Regions from separate parts of the Mustela erminea genome. Here region 1 is linked to region 2. A link is a contact called in public Hi-C data. All regions are on one chromosome and are shown on one strand. Each heading gives the region's core, a stretch centred on a gene start, on an enhancer-like site or on the middle of the called end of the contact. The rest is flanking DNA. Distances are from core to core; before and after follow the strand shown.

Region 1 (5,263 bases), core at 1,423-3,922, 75 kb after region 2:
ATTTAGGGACTGGCTGCTCCGTGACCCAGCTGACCCAGAGCCAGCCACTGCTGGGGAGCCTGCCCCTCCCCGAGCTGCCACGGTCCCCTGACTCCAGCAAGGGGGGCTGGGCCACCGCCTCAACACCCTCCTTCTCCTGGAGCTGCAGGGGCGGGGTGGGGGCGGCAGGGACTCAGGTGAGGCTCTCCACGCAGCGACCTTCCCACACAGAGGGCTCCTGTGGCACTGCGATGGCCCTCTCTCTGTCACCCTGAGCAGCCAGCCCAAGGCTGTCTCTGGATGTCAGGTGACTGTGACTGGACCACCGAGGCCAACAGGGTCTTATCGGTAAACAGCTGTGGAAGACAGAGTGGTCAGCGGGAGACCGTCCTCTGCCCTCAGCAGGAGCCGCAGGGCAGAGGCTGAGAAAGGGCGCTGGGGTGAACCAAGGTCGGGGTTAGGCCTTGGCTGAGGATCCCACGTCCAGGGATCAGCCTGGGCTAGTTCACTGGATGATGGGGGGGCTCATGGCAGGGCCTATCCGTGTGGGGGACGCCCTATTCCCAGCCAGGCCACGGTGAGGAGGCAGCCTGAGTTCCAGGCCGAGCTGTGCAGACAGAGGTCCTGCCAGGTGGGGGACAGCGTAGGGGAGGTGTCACTCGCTTGGACCTTGCTGTCACCTGCTGAGGACCCCGCCGCCCGGAGGGTAGAGCTTGGAGGCACAGAGGTGTTGGGAAGGGCCCAGAGGGACCCGAGAGGCATGGTGGGTTTCGGCCTTCTGTATCGCGTCTGGAGGAAGTGAGTGTTGAGGGCCTGTCCCGGCCACCCGTCCCCCCGTAAGGGCGGGGTTAGTCCAGGTTTGCTAATGGAGTTGCTGAGCACCAAGCCCTTGACGGGGCGGCACAGGACCCTGGAAAGGACGAACAGCGGTTCGTCCTTCGCCTCCTAAGACTTTGCCGCATCTTCGCCGCTACCCGGCGAGCTGCGGGGCAGCCTTGGGGCGGGAAGTGGCCGCCGGGCGGGTCTGGGGACCAGGTCTGAAGACGGCTCGCGGCCTCCTGCGCCGACCCTCCGCGTCCCATTCTGGCGTGAACCAGGAGATCAACCTCCGGCGCCGCCGAGGGCCCTCCCGGCGGGAGCCCGCGGGTCGGCAGGAGCGGTCCGGGGGCGCCCTCCAGCGGCCGCGGCCCGGAAGGCGGCCGACCTGCAGGACCCCCGGCGGGGAGCGGGGGCTGGCGGTCCCCCAGCGTCCGGCCTCCGACGCCTCCGCCCGCCGGCGCCCCGCTCCTGCCGGGCTGGGGGGATCTAGGAGCCGAAGGGAGGCTGCCGTGGGACAGGAAAAACGAGACGCCTTCTGGGGGGGACGCCGAGGGGCGGGCGCGGCTGCGGGGGGGACCCCGCGTCAGGCCGGGTCTGGCTCGTCCGGGTCGGGGCGTCGTGCGGCCCCGGTGTCCTTCCCGGGCCCCGCCAAAGCCCCGCGGGCCGCCGCTGGAGCGGAGCCGGCGGACGCCGTGCTCGGGTCGCGGCCTGGGGCGGTTCGCCCGCTTGGCCCGGACGAGCCCCGAGGTCCGGCACGTCCCAGCATCTTCTCAAGTCCGGGCCCACGTGTCTGACGTCACACTCGCCGCTGTAGGGCCACTTCCGTGCCCAGTCGGTGGCCTTCACCGTGCGGCGCTGTCGTGCGCGCGTCGTCGCCGCGGGGTCCCCGAGCAGCCGCCGCCAGGGCGCGGCGACCCGGCCCGGTGCCTCCGCCCGCGCGGCCTCTCGGGACCCGCGGGGCGCACCGCGGGGCGGGGTGCGGTCCCGCAAGCTCGCCCTGCCCTGCGCTGGCCGCGTCCGTGAGCGCCGCCCCGGGATCCACGTGCGGCCGCGGGTCCGAGCGGCCTCCCTCGGGCGGGGACACTCCGCCGCGCGCTTCCCCTGTGCCGGGGCTCGCGGACGCCTGCGCTGTCCCCCCTCGTCCGGCTGGGGCGGTGCGGGACGCGGCGCGCCAGCCCCGCACGGCCACGCGCTCCCACGTCCCACCGCCGCGTCCCTCCGCCCCGGGCTGTCGCCGCAGCGGCCCGAGGGCTACAGGGCGGGACCTGCTTTCTCAGACGTCTGTGCGCGCGAGCCGAGAGCGGGGCCTGTGCGGGGGCCGGGCAGAGGCAGGCGGAAGGGGGAGGCCGCTGCCGCGGAGCAGGGAGTCCCGTGCGCGCCCAGTCGCAGGACCCCGGGAGCGCGACCCGAGCGGACGGCAGACGCTGCACCGACGAGCCCCGGCGCCCCCGAAAGCGACCTTCTCCTTCGCTACTCTGTGTCCACTGACGGCGGCTGGTCGGGGGCGGACGACCGGTCACCGCCAGCCCCACCCCCGCCGACCTTCAGGGACGCCGCTGCTGTCCGCGGGGGTGGGCTCGTGGCTTTGGGATGCGCGGGAGCGGGGCGGGGGGCGAGCAGAGGCGGCGGGGGCCGCCGTGACATCGCGACACCGTGCGAGGGCGCCCCCGGCCCGCGCGGCGCGGGGCCTTCCGGTCGGCCAGACCGCCGCCCCATGCACGGGCCCGCTACGGAGGGAGGGGGCGCGCGGCCTCGATCGCGGGCTCACGGCGCCCACTGCCGGACCGCAGCCGAGCGTTCCCGGAGGGGCCCCGCCTCCCCCCCCCCAGCTCCGGCGCCGGCCCCGCCCCCGCCGCGCGGCCCGCCAGGAACCGCGCGTCCATTGGCCGACAGCGCGACGGCCCGGGCCAATCGCACGAGGGAGGCGGCCCAGCGCCCAGTGGGAGCGCGGTGGGCGGGGCTGCGGGCGCGTGCGCACTGGACCCACTGCGGCCCCGCCCCCGTCCGACCCGGGTTCCCGCGCGGGCTTCGCTCCTGGCCGGCTCTGGAAGCCTGGGCGCCCCTCCCCGCGCCGGCCTCGCCGGGTGCCCCGGCGTCGGTGCTCGCCCGCCCCTCGTCGGCCCCGGGCGCGCGGATCCTCCACCCAGGACCGGGAGGAGGAAGCGCCGGGTCGCCGCGGCGTCCTCACCCGGCGGGCGTCCGCGCGCCGCACAAAGGGGAGGCGCGGGATGGGCGAGACGGCCCTCGGGGCGCGCTGGGCGGCATCTGGCCGCGCATCTGCGAGACAAAGGCGTCCCCGGGCCGCGAGGCCGCTGCGGCGGGGGCCCCGGCAGGGCGGGCCGGCCTCGCCCTCCCCCGCGCCCGCCTCCCCTCGCCTCCCCCTGCCCCAGCCCCAGAGCCCCGTGGAGAGGCTTTGGGAGAATTTCCGTTAGGTCAGCTCTGCTTCAGGGGGAACCAGTCAGATCGAGGGCGCCCGCCCCTCCGCGGAGAGCCCTCCTGCCAGGTTCCAAAGGCCGGCGGGGACCCTGGACCTCCCGGACAGGACCTTGCCCTTGTCTCGGAGCCGGGGGGCCTCTGGCGGGAGCCGGCCCCCGTCCCCGCCTCGGGCCTGCCCAGGTGGCCTGGGAGGCTCTACACAAAGGCCGAAGGCCAGAGAAAACCCCTGCCCTCTGCCCCCTGCCCCCTGCCCCCTGCCTGGGATCCGGCCACAGAGGGAGAGCCCCGGGCCTCCAGGAAGGGGAATGGGCTGAGTGACAGGGCCAAGCAGGTGCCTCACTCTTCCGGGGAGCCCAGCTCCGTGCAGAGAGCACTTTGGGGAGGATCATGGGCCCATAACACCTCTCGCTGTGCACAGTGGGGGGCCACCCTTGGGGGCAAGCACCACCCCATCCCCTTTTCCCTCTCTCTGTTGCACGGTCCTGGGGGGCGTAGGGGCATGTCCAATGGGCTGGGCCCTCTGCTCCCCTGGATGGCTTCAGGAGCCCCAGGTCCTGACAGGGAGTGAGGACAGGGCAGGCAGACAGGGAGGGCCTCAGAGGGGCTGGTGGCCTCAGGGCTGGGGAGGTAAACCTCTGTGAGTCACCCGGCTCCCAGCCTCAGTGCTCTTAACCCAAACTGGGAATCCGGCTCTGCTGTCCACACTGCACTGCTAGAGAGTTGGGGACTCCCCACGAAGCTCTCAGGAGAAGCCAAAGTCCTCCCAGGAACTCAGTCCCATTTCTTTTATTTCTTTTCTTTTCTTTCTTTCTTTTTTTTTTTTTTTTATTTTTAAGATTTTGCTTATTTATTTGACAGGCAGAGATCACAAGTAGGCAGAGAGGCAGGCAGAGAGAGAGAGGGAAGCAGGCTCCCTGCTGAGCAGAGAGCCTGTTGCGGGGCTCGATCCCAGGACCCTGAGATCATGATCAGAGCGGAAGACAGAGGCTTAACACACTGAGCCACCCAGGGGCCCCTCACAGCCCCATTTCATCAGACCACTTCCCTCTTCTGGCCCTGACCACCTCATGGCCCCAGGCGCTCAAGCTCCAGGTACACCCCCCGTCCTGTGGTCCCTGGAATATACCCAGGCCTGCTCTCACCCCAGGGCTTTTGCAGTGTCCGTGCTTCTGGGGACCTCTCTCTCCCCTTCCATCTAGGTGCCCCCCCTCCTTCAAATCTTTGCTCAAGGCTGTCCTCTCAGAGGGGCCTTCTCCAGCCCCTACTCCAGCTTTCACCGCCCGCCCCCCGCTTTTCCTCCGAAGCTTGCATCCCGCCCCCCACGCTGCAGTTTCCTGGTTTTTAAGTCCGTTTCCCTCACTAGGATGTGAGTTCTTTCTGCCCATTGTGTTTGCAGCCGTATCCTGAGAAGGGGGCCCTCCCTAAGTATTGGTTGACAATGAACCCACCATACATCTGTAGGCCACCTTTCAGATCAAGGCCGACCCTCCCAGCAGCCCCACCCCAGAACCAGTACGCAGCAGCAAGCGGGGCTGCTTTGTATCACATACACGACCAAACGCTGACATTCTCAACACATCAGAGCGCCTCTGTTAGGAAAACCCGCAGCACTTCAATAAAATGGAGGCCATGGCTGGGAGCAGATCTTCTGCCGTGACCCCAGCGGAGCTGAACGACGCCCCCCCCAGCTCAAACAGCTGCAAGGTGTCGTTTCTCACCTAGCAGACGCAGGCACGACAAGGTGGGTGCAGGGCAAAGGCGGGGAGGGCAGGGGCCCCGCTGAGGACCAGAGGGCGTCCTCCCCCGCGGGCGGCCTCTGGCTCCTGGGCTGCTGACTCCCGGGTGTGGCACTGTGGCTGCAGGGGCTGGTCCCAGGTAGCTGGGGTGACCGATCCCGCGCCACGGCCCCATCCTGCCCGCCCCTCGCTCCTTCCCCATCAGCTCCAGCGCCGTTTCGTATTGATGCTCCGGGACAGCAGCTGGGAGATGAGCCTCTCGCCGGCGAGTGGCAGGTCGCAGTGGGAGCCCC
Region 2 (4,879 bases), core at 1,252-3,751:
TTCTTCGGGTTTCGCTTTCCAGAGCCTAATTCATTGCAGAACATTTCAGAAATTCTTTTCCTGGGAGGCGGGGGTGCCGAGGACGGGGAAGGGGGGCACGAGGCCAGCGCAGCGGGGCGTTTTCGCCGCGTGCGTCCCGGGCAGCGCGTAGGGCTCGGGTCACGGCCGGCCGGGCGGGGTCTGCGGGCGAGTGCGCCCTGGGGGTGCGGGTTCCCGCGCGGCCCCGGCCCTCGGTCCTCTCCCGCGGGGGCGGGCGCGGCCGTTTCGCAGGGAGCGGGTTCTGCGGCGGCGCCCGAGCCGACCGCGCCCCGGTGCGCCCCTGGCTCCAGCCCAGCCTGCAGGCCCCACGGCGCCCGCGCGCTGCGAGACTGCGCCGGAGGGACGCGCAGAGAGGGTGCTCCGAGCCCTAGGGCGGCCGAAGCGGCGGCGCGTTGTTTTGGTCCTTCGGCTAGAAGCGAGGCAGACCCCAGGAACCCCGGATTCAGGAGCGCGCGAGCCACGCAGAGTGGGGGCGGCAGCTCTGGGGACCGAGCCCGCTCCCCCGGGAGGAGCCCAGCGTCCCAGCGGTCCGAAGTTCGGTTCTTTCCAAACCGTGCTCGTCGTTCCTACGCCCGGCGCGAGGCCCCTGCCCTCTGCCGCGTTCGCTGCGGTTCCTGCTCCAGACCCGCCAGGCCTGTGGCCGCGGCCTGCGGCGGCGCTGGGGGAGGGGGCTGCAGCCCGGGCAGCGGCGGGGGGCGGCTCGGCGGCTTCGGGTCCGGGCCGCGGCGCCCGCGCGTCTCCGCCCAGCGCCGTCCTCCGCCGGGGCTCCGCAGGCCCAGGGCCGCCCGCCGACCGGCGCGGAGGCGCCGCGCGGCCTCTTCGGGAGCGAAGAGCACAAAGGGAAGTCCCTCCTGCCCCGTAGGAATCGCAGCTGCAGGGGCGGGCGACCGTCCTCGCGCCCCCAGGGTGCGTACCGAGTCTGGCGGGGACGGTGAGCCCGCGATCCGGCCGCGGGGCGCGCGAGACTGAGACCGTTGCGCGCGGCCGAGCCCGCGTCCCGAGAATCGCGAGCAGCTCGCGTCGCAGTCCCCTGCGGGAAGAAAGGACCCACGAACAAAAGCGTAGCGCGCACGAGTCCCCGGAGGCCGCCGGCAAGCCTCGCGCCCCCGCGGGCGCAGCCCAGGCCCTCGGCGCCTTTGAAGTCGCAGGTTCCAGACCTCCCTCCCCTCCTTCTCTGTCTTTGTCCCTCCCCGAGGCCCCCGGCCCGGGCCGCCCCTCCCCTGACCCGGCGCCGGCAGCCCGCTCGTCGGCGCTGCCCTGGCCCTGGCGGCGCGGCGCTCGCTTTGCAGGCCCGCGCGGCGGCGATCGGGTTTGTTTGTTAGACCGGGGCAGAGAGCCGGCGATCCCTGGCGGCGAGGGAACCCCAAACCCCTTTGTATGAAGTTGAGAGACAAAGAGAACTCTTTGTGCAGGTCCCATTTATTTACAATGCGAAAGTTCTCCGGATAAATATGGAGAAAAGCTTATCAGCTGAGCAAATATGTGTTCACTTAATACATTATGTTTTCGGTTATAGATTAAATCAAACACAAAATAGTCTGCAAATAAGACGTTGTGGAGCCCGTAGCGCTCGACACGGCCGTCTAAACTGGTGCTCACGGCCTGGAGAGCATCCTGGTCGCCCTGCTGCCACGGCGGGACGGCGGGAAGGCAGGAGCCGGGCTTTCCGCGGGGTTCGCCGGCGAGAGTACCGAGCCTGCCCCTCTCCCTTCGGCGGGAGCTGACACCGAACGCCGAAACAAGGCAGATTTAGGAAGATGAGGGGAAATATGCAAAGTGAAAGCGGTCCACGCGCGCGCCCGGCCGTGCAGTTTCTGTCGCCGGGTCCGTGTTTGCCCACTCGGCCTCCCAGTGCACTCCCCCGGCCGCGCGGGGGTGGAAGGAAGGGAGGCGGGGGTGTTTTTCAGTGGCTTTGCCGGGAGGGGGAAACCCAGGGCTGAGTCCCGGGCTCTGCTGGGCCCTGAGCTGGGGCGAAGGTTGCGCGGGGCCGGGCCGACTCCCCGCGGCCGGAGGGCTGAGCCGGCCGCCGCAGACCCCCGCGTGCCCGGGCCGCGCGGCCGCTCGGAGACCGACTGGGCTCGGCGACCCGGGGCAGGCGCTGCAGGGAGGAATTCTGTGGCCGATTCGGGGAGCCAAGAGAGAACACTTTCTGACTCTCAAAGCATCCCCCACCCCACCCCCGCCCCAAAGTCCCCAGTCCGCAGTGGAAGATCCTGGGCGAATTTGATTGGGGGGCGGGGTAATTGTTCCAGCCTAGCCGGGAAGCTCCCGGCTCGGGGACGGCAGGCCGGGCACTGCGGCGTGGCCGCCCAGGTGACACCGGCGGCGGACGCAGACTCCTGGGACACTGGGGAGCTGCCCCGGGGTCCCGGCTGGGAGCTGGGGGTGGGGGCCTTGTCGGGGGCGGCGGGTTCTAAAGAATGGGCCGAAAGACGCATGGGGGGATGGGAACAGGGGAGAAAGGAAGGTTATTTAAAAAAAAAAAAAAAAACTCTTGAGTTACAATCAATAAAATTACTCGCTTAATTAGCATGGTTATTCGGTTAAGCGGAATGTAGTAAAAGCTGGACCTCGGCATAAGGGGGGAGAGGAAAAAGGCGAGCGTGGACCTCAGGCCTTTTCCTCCGAGACACCTCTGGGCAGCGGGGGAGGGGAGGGGGTGTGCGTGTGAGTGTGTGTGTCTGTGTGTGTGTGCGTGATGGCTTCGCAGATTTGGGTTTTTATCACCCAGCGGAGCCAGCAGCCTTTTGCCGCGGCGCCCTCGCCGCAGGGACCCGCGGAGACGCGAAGGGGTAGCGGCGAGCGCTGCAGCCGGGTTCCCCCAGGCTCTTCCGGGCCGAGCGCGGCCGGGACGGTGCGTGTGCGCGCGGGGACAGGGCGGCCCGGGTGGCCCGGCGCGCGCGCAAGCGGCGGGAGACGCGCGGACTGTCCCGGGTCCGGCCGGCGGGCGGGGCGAGGACACCCCCTCCCAGACGAGCCGAGCCCCCCGAGTCACCGAGTCTCTTCTGCTTGCCTCCGCAGACTATGGACCCGCACGGCGGCCGCCGGCTCGGCGCGCGGCTGCCCGCCGAGGAGCCCAGTCCGCCGGCGTGCTGACCCGCCCGCCACCCCACCGCTGACCCCGGACGCCGCCTCCTCCGCGCCGCCCGCGCGCCGCCCGCGCACGCCGAGCCGCCCCGGGGCCCCGGCCGCGCTGCTCCCCGGAGGCGGCGGCGGGCCGGGGCCGGGGCCGGGGCCCGGCATGGATGGCCGCGACTTCGCGCCGCCGCCGCATCTGCTGTCGGAGCGCGGGAGCCTGGGCCACCGCAGCGCCGCCGCCGCGCGCCTTGCCCCCGCCGGGCCGGCCGCGCAGCCGCCCGCCCACTTCCAGCCCGGAAAGTACTTCCCGTCGCCGCTGCCCATGGCTTCGCACACAGGTCAGTGCCGGCCGGGGCGGGCGCGGGAGAGGAGGCCCAGCCGAGAGGCGGGCACGGTCCGGGGGGAGCGGGCGCGCGCCCCTCCTCTCCGTGGAGCCCTCGCGGGGCAGCTTCGCTTTCATTTCCCCGCCGGGGCCGCGGTGGCGGGGCCCCGAGCCGCCGAGCCGCGGTTTAGAGCGGCCTTGCCGGGGTCCCCCGGGTCTCGGAGGGCAGCCCCGGAGCCGGCTAAAAATAAAGCCTTCCCCTCCGGCCCCCTCCCCCACCCCTTCCTGCAGAAAACCCAAACTCCCCCGGAAACCTCGTTTCTGCATTCTGCATTCACATCCTTGAGACATTCCGGGGCCGGGACAACGAGGCACTTTCTGCGGGAACAAAACGGCTGTTGTGCCTGGGGGCGGGGGGCGCCGCGGCCGGCGGATTAGGGCGGTGTGCGCGCGGGGTGCGCGCTAATAGGGACTGCTGGTGTAAGACGAGCAAATCCTGTTTCTATATAAAGCCTTGAAGTGTCAGGGTGAGAATGGGTTTGCAGGGGCTGCCTGGGCTTTAACAAGTGCGTCCGGTATCCTGCTAAAGCCGGACAGAGCGTGGCTGCAGCGCGGCCGAGGCTCGAGGCCCGCCGCCCCGGGGGAGCGCAGCGCCGGGCGGCGGCCTGGCTGGGGGCGGCGCGGGGCCGCCTCGGCATTTCGGTGCAGGCGAGTGCGCCGCGAATTTGCTCCAAGAGGAGTGAACGGGCCTGCCCGGCGTTCCCGTCCTGGCGGATCCCCTTCCGCGGAGCGTTGCTCCTGGGCAGGGCTGACCCAGGCCTCCCGAGTGGCCCTCGCCCCTCCGGGGCGGCTCTGATATTACCGTTGAGCAAGGTCAGGGGAGGGAGCGGGGGGCCCAGGGGCGGCTATCTCGGGGAGACCCTGGAGGTCGCCGGCCTTAGCCCGCAGAGTTTGCAGGAGTAAGGTTTGGGGCTTGGGGTGGGGGCCTGCCGGTCAGGCTTGAAGGCTGGCTTGCTTTTGTTTACAGTTTGTTCTAAACATCGGAAATGCTGTTTGCCGCTTTTTGGGGTTTGTTTGTTAATTTGGCAGTAACAGTTATTATTGCTAGCTTGATGAACTGTGAATACTAATAAAATTATATCTGCTTTAATGGGATTACAATTAGTGTGTGGATTAACACGGATGGAAGACTCGGGCTAGAAGGGAACATGTCAGAAGGGAGGGCAGGCGGACAGAAAAACCGAAATTTCCTAAAAAGAAAAAAATATGCAGAATTCCTTAATTACTAATGGGCTTTTAGCATGTACAACACGGAGAGGTTCAGAAAGTTAGATGGAGGCGGGAGCAGAGGGGCTGGGCTCCCGGGCGTCGGGCGCTCAGCCCCGGCCAGGGGCCTCCCTGAGGCCGCCCTTCTCCCGCTCTTTGGTGCGGTTCCGCTTT

What was found. Hi-C and Micro-C count contacts between places; a contact is called where the count stands out from the background.
Region 1: a Hi-C map of skeletal muscle shows a contact between it and region 2, with 11 times the contacts expected there. The contact joins the enhancer-like site here to the promoter of BAHCC1 in region 2. A contact is called at or near these places in 2 of 3 Hi-C or Micro-C datasets (skeletal muscle and spleen).

What each region holds. Positions count from the first base shown.
Region 1 is chr18:60,616,954-60,622,216 of mMusErm1.Pri, forward strand. No RefSeq gene overlaps it. Among named protein-coding and RNA genes, the nearest start is that of ACTG1, 18 kb to the right of the region's middle. Within about 2 kb of position 2,673, the one cell type or tissue checked has open chromatin away from gene starts, as enhancers often do.
Region 2 is chr18:60,542,191-60,547,069 of mMusErm1.Pri, forward strand. BAHCC1 (BAH and coiled-coil domain-containing protein 1) reads left to right here and starts at 2,502. Exons shown (of 27, transcript XM_032322104.1): 1 at 2,502-3,455. The coding sequence starts at 2,738.